Linked DNA regions of Mus musculus: region 2 is linked to region 1. The links are chromatin contacts, called in public Hi-C maps. All regions are on one chromosome and are shown on one strand. The core of a region is the stretch at or near the end of the contact, and the rest is flanking DNA. Distances in the headings are between cores, read along the strand shown. Region 1 has its middle 5.1 kb from the start of Gm13056. Region 2 has its middle 6.5 kb from the start of Rsc1a1.

Evidence for each region. Hi-C and Micro-C count contacts between places; a contact is called where the count stands out from the background.
Region 2: a contact with region 1 is called in a Hi-C map of embryonic stem cells, with 5 times the contacts expected there. The contact joins two enhancer-like sites. A contact is called at or near these places in 1 of 39 promoter capture datasets (pre-B cells), 1 of 484 Hi-C or Micro-C datasets (embryonic stem cells) and 1 of 115 datasets of contacts at active chromatin or transcription factors (embryonic stem cells).

Annotation. Positions count from the first base shown.
Region 1 is chr4:141,271,868-141,274,795 of GRCm38.p6, forward strand. No RefSeq gene overlaps it. Among named protein-coding and RNA genes, the nearest start is that of Gm13056, 5.1 kb to the right of the region's middle. Within about 2 kb of position 1,569, at least 167 of the 459 cell types and tissues checked have an H3K27ac peak or open chromatin away from gene starts, as enhancers often do. A contact at or near this core is called in embryonic stem cells, where this site is marked.
Region 2 is chr4:141,677,712-141,680,639 of GRCm38.p6, forward strand. No RefSeq gene overlaps it. Among named protein-coding and RNA genes, the nearest start is that of Rsc1a1, 6.5 kb to the right of the region's middle. Within about 2 kb of position 1,535, at least 6 of the 459 cell types and tissues checked have an H3K27ac peak or open chromatin away from gene starts, as enhancers often do. A contact at or near this core is called in embryonic stem cells, where this site is marked.

The sequences.
Region 1 (2,928 bases), core at 319-2,818:
CTTCTCAAGTGGCCTCCCCAGGTCATGTTTCATGACTCTTGGGAGAAGGAACAAAAGGAATGGGTGACATGCGGGTAGGAGGGACCCTGGTCTGACACGGGCAGGTTTTCCCTTCTGTGGGGACTGTCACAAACAGATGGGTGGGTGGAGGAAGTGGAGCTGTGCAATTCTCACCACAGAGCATGAAGAAGAACGGGATGTACAGGCGCCTGCTTGGGCGGGGTGCAGGGGGGTGACCAGGATGGCCATTGCAAGACGTTGGCTGGTGCTGCCCCTGAGCTGAGAATGGTCATTGGCAGGGCCTGGTGGCCCAGTGCTGATATGAGGGGCAAGGCCAGGGATCTTGAGAGGCAGGGGGCTCCAGGCTGGGTTATGAAACGGCTGCTGTCACATCCCCGTTGGGCCTCAGTTTCCTTACATGGTAACAGTGTGGCTGGAAGGTGGCAGTGCCAGCACCTGTAATGGTGTGTGCCTGGAATCCCAGCCTTACAAGCTGGAGCAGGAGGATGGAGAGGTTGAGGCCAGACTGGGCTATACATCGAGACCCTGTCTCGAAAACAGTTAATAAAGCCAGGTGTGGTGGTGCATGCCGGCAGCACTTGGGCTGTTAAGAAGATCTGAACTCCAAGGTCACCCTCGGCTGTCTCAAAAAGACAAAAGAGGAGGCTGGAGAGATGGCTCAGCAGTTGAGGACACTTTCTGCTCTCCAGAGGACCTGAGTTCAGTTCCCAGCACCCACGTCAGATCTCCTTTGTGGGTATCTGAGCACACATGTTTTTACACACATACATATAAAATTTAAAACACACACACACACACATACAAAGCAATAAATGAATAAATGAGTTGTGCTGGTCAGAGGGCACAGCAGGTTAAAATATTCGAGCGTGGGCCCCATGACCTGAGTTCAGTCCTTGGAACACACAATGAATGGAAGGGGAGGCCAAACTCCTGAAAGTTACCCTCTGACTTTCACAGTTGTTCAGTGGCACACCTTTACACACACATACACACAGCCACGCCATACACATAAGTGAATAAGACTTAGAGGAAGTGTTGTACAAAGGGGTGGAGTCTCGTGGTCTCGGAGGCAGTGATTCTTAGGAACCACAGTCAGCCTTCCTGTTGTCTGCAGCTCAACCTCGGCGCCAGGCTCAGGGCTCTTAATCCTTCCCACCCTGATTTCATCATCCCGTTCTACAGCTAGCCGAGGCTCTGAGAGGTGACTTGCCAAGGTCCCACTTCCCTCTGATTAAACCCGGTCTGAGGGCTGAGGAGGTTGCCGGGCAGTTAGGGGCCCTGGCTTCCAAGCCCGACCAGCTGAGTTCAATCCACAGGACCCACACGGAAGGAGACTCCCAGATTTGTCATCCACCTCCGCAGGTGCGCCACAAGGCACAAAACGATAGGAAAGCGGCGCCGTCCGGTTTCATCGGAATCCTGCCCTCTGCTTAAGCGCATCCTAAAATCGAGGGAGGAGGTATTCCACAAACTGACCCGAGCAGCGGCAGTTCACTAACTCTGTAGGAGAAGCAGTTCTCTTAGGCAGCCACCAGGGGGCAGCAGAGGCTGGGGCTGGGCTGGAGGACTGCGTGCCACACCCTGTGGTCTCCCTGTGCTGGTTGGTGGATGGAGTCAGCCTGATGCTCAACTGTGTCGTGGGGTAGGGTAGAGGCAGCTGCCGCAGGCTGGACAGGAGCTGAGGGAAGGCACAGCTTCTGGGATCAGGAGCCCGTTCAGCACTGGTCTCTGCTCCAAGTCTGGAATAAGCTAGTCTCAGAGGCTCGTGACCCGTGGCCTAGGCTGCCCGCTGCAGCAGCTTGCCCAAGTTCTTGGCAGAACAGTTGCCAACACGGACAGTGGTTTACCAAAGTATCAGGCTGTTTACCGAAGCGCCTCCTTTAGCAGAAGCCCCAGGAATCCTTTCTATTTGTATCGTCCAGATTTCGACCACGCAGGAAACCAAATCTCAGAAAGGGGCTGGGACTAGTCTGAGCTCACACAGCAAACGACTCCCGGGAACCCAGGCCTACCTGACATATTGTCTCCCCAGGGAGCCCTTTGTGTGAATGTGTGGTGTGGTCTGTGTTCTGTATGTAGGGTGTGTGTGCTGTGTATGGGAGAGTGTGTGTGAGTGTGTGTGTTGTGTATCTGAGTGTATGTGTGTGTGTGTGTGTTTGTGTATAGTGTGTGTGTATGGTATGTGTGCATGTAATGTGTGTGGTGTGTATGCTTGTGGTATGTATGGTATGTATATATATATGGTGTATATATGTTGTGTGGGTGCATGTGTGGTGTGTGTATATGTATGGTGTATATGTTTGGTGTGTGTGGGCACGTGTGTGTGTCTATGTATAGTGTGTGGTGTGTGTCTATGTATGGGGTGTGTGTGTGTGCGCGCGCGTGTGCATCTGTGCGTGCCTGTGTGTGCTGTACAGGTAGGTGAGTGTGTGGAGACCATTAATGTCCTCCCCTACCATCCACCTCATCTCCTTGATACAGGTTCTCTTACTGAGCCTGGAGGTTGAAACCCAGCTCGACTCCCTTGCCAGAGTCCTGAGTCTTCTGTCTCTGCCCCTCATCTATGAGGGTTCATGCTCAGCCACACCCAGCCTTTTACGTGGGTCCTGGGCACCCAAACTCAGGGCCTCACGCTTGCATAGCGAGCATTCTTACCCACTGAGACATCTCCCAGCCAAAGCCTCCTCAATAGTGAGCTCACCCCAGCCTCCCCTCTTCCCTAGCTCTCAAAGCACGTGGTGCCTGCTGTTCTCACAACAGCTTCTTCGGAAGGCTGGCGGCTGTGATGGGGAGGAACCCACTAACGCTGGACTGAGGCTTCGTCGGACGGGCTGTCCAGTAGCCCTTGCTGGAGAGTCCTGTGTTGCTCCAGACGGGCCACGGTGAGAATATTATACCAGGGAAATC
Region 2 (2,928 bases), core at 285-2,784, 410 kb after region 1:
ATGCAAAAAGGCATCTAGCGCGTTCGGCTGCAGACAGTTCTAACCAGCACAAACAGCAACTGACGTCGGGATTCCTGAGAGCATCTTCGCAGTTCTCAGTCTCCCAGACTCTCAAAGCATCTGACCGTGGCTGGGAGGGCCACTGGCAAGCAGGTTTTGCTAACCAGACCAGATCTCAAAAGATGAAGTAGTGTCCAAGCCAGAAAAACCTCATGACACTCAGGCAACTGCAAGAAGCCAAAGAGGCTCCCTAGTTTCAATCTGCCGCTGCGGTAGAGAGCCAGGGAGCCTTTACTGGGGGCTGAAGCTTTTGGGGGGGGGGGGCATTGAAGCCATCGGGCCCTGCTTGCCATGAAGAGATCTGGATACAAATGCACTATTGGTTTCCCATGCAAGGTGCATGTAAGGGAGAGTCACTCAACACAACAGATTCCCTCTAATGTCTCGCCAGAAGGAAGGGACGCCCAGGGGATGCAGGGAGGAGCACAGCCTCAGTCTTCCCGTGTTAAGAGTGTGAGGCCACATGTCTTCCAGGTTGTAAGGGCTGCTCAAGGAGCCTGTGAACACATATCTGGTTGGCTCCTGTAGGAACACAGGTCTATTCTGCAGGTCACAGACACACTCATTTTAGTTGGCAGGTTTGGGGCAACCAAACTCTTAAGTACAATCACTGCCCATCACCTGACAGGAAGGATGGAAGGGGAAGCACCCCTTTCCCAAGTTAGCCAATCAAAACCTTCTTTAGTTGCTTTCTCAGACAGAGCTATGTAAGATGCACTCATGTTCTATGCCTTATGATCTGGGGTTCAAACTTTGCAGGTAAACAAACTCCCATGTTGAGCCATTTTTTTCTTGGTAACCTAAAACTTAGCAGCCCTCCTCCCCCATTCCACAAGCCCCGGACCCCCGAGTCTAATTACTGATCAACTTTTAAGCATATTCCTAGTACAGCTCAGAAATCACTAAGACCCTACTTTCCTTCTATGCTTCAGGAATGCATATACCAGCTATCTTAAATGGAGGATTGAATAATGTCTTGTGGAGCTGGTAGACTTCTGTAAAGCAATCCTGTTTGCCCACCCCAACACCAATCACTTCTGCTCTGGATTCTCCTTCACACACTGCAGAGGCCTTGGCTGAGTTCTGCTCTGGAGGGTGGAGCAGTCACCTATCTTAGAGCTGCATGTTACCCTGCATCCTGAAGGGAATCAGTCACCCCCCCCCCCCCAACCTGGATGCTGTCTATATCCTGCCTGTCCCTATCCAGTCCACATAACTCCTCTGCATCTTTTCAGTCATTTCTATGAAATTTTTTTGTTTAAAATTCTTTTTTCTGTGCAGTGTTGGGGGTCAAGTCCAGGGCCCTGTACACGTCAGGCAAATGTTCAACCACTGAGCTACACAGGTATAATTCTTTTGGAGACAGGGTTTCATGTAACCCAAGCTGACCTGAAACTCACTATGTAGCCTAGAATGACCTTGAACTTCTGACCCCCCCTCCCCCCAGTGCTGGGAATACAAGCTCACCACACCTGGCTTCTGCAGTGCTGGGGGTTGGACTGAGGGCTTTCTGCAGCTAGGCAGGCATTCTGCCTGCCGCTGTGCTATTATTTCCCTACATCCTTAACTGATTTTATTTTTATTTACAGTTCCTCTCTGTAGTCCTGACTGGCCTTGCACTTATAGCTTAAAGCTGTGTGACACAACACCAGCCCCCAATTGTTTAAAACTAAACTAAACACTTTAAAGTGTAACTCTAGGCTTACAGTGTTGAATTCCATCATGGGCTTGATTTTTCCCCCTAGTCAGTTCTCAACTGCAACCAAATGATGTAAGTTTGAAAAAAAAAAAAAAAAGCATGCTACCTGGACATTATAGATTGTGCCTATAACTTCATAAACCCAGCTACTTTAGGATTGCTAGTTCAAGACCAGCTTGGGCTGTAAGAAATCTCCTCAAAAATAAAAGCATGCTGGGGTGGGGTGGAGTAGCATGCTAATAGGTATGAACAGACCTCAGTTAAAACTCACCCCACATCTCCCCTAGACTGGAGGCTTCTAAAGACCAGGCTCCTGTCGGGTTTAGCTGCTGCTGAACTTGTGGGCTTCAGGGATACTCCATGTTTGATGAATTAACCGATGAATTCTTGCTCATACTGCATAGCTTTGATGGGAAGAGCTAACTTCCTATTAAGAACATAAGATTTGATCTCTCCCTTATCACAGCACAAAACGTGCAACAGAAAACCTAAGAAACATCTAGAAACCATTTTTGGTATACAGGATGCAGAAACTCCTATCTGGGGAAACCTAATGTTTGAAGAAGGTAAGAGTGAATCAGAGTGGTGAGGAGCCAAGGACCACACCAGGCGGCAGTCCTCTCAGGAGGGCTGCCCTCTAACCTCCCCCTCCCGTACTCCCAAGATGTGATGCTTCCGCTGGTCAAAAAAAGTAAGGCACGAAAGAAAAGCAAGAACATCAAAGGCTCACCCCAAGTCCTGACTGCGGCTCAGTGCAAGCCCTGAGGGGATGCAGGAAACACCAAATGCTATTGTGTTAACTACCGAGAGGGAAATTACACAGTTCTGGTCAGCCACAGACTTTATTAAATCCCAAGACTGGCTTTTACTTTTCTTTTTCGGTGGTAAGGATCAAACTCGGGACCTCACACACTACACAGGAGTTCCACCAAACCATACCCCTCAGCCCTGTGGCACTGCTAGTGATACACCAGACAGTTCGGCCACAGGTAGCAACGGGAATGCGCTGGGTGAACTGGGCATAGTTGTGTGCACCTGTAATCCTAGTATTCTAAAGGCTGAGGCCCTCCTGGGCTATGGCGAGATCCTGTCTCAAAAAAAACCCACAAAACAAAATGAAACTTTGCCTTACACTCTTGTCCTGCTGTTTGCAAGGCAGTTTATTATAT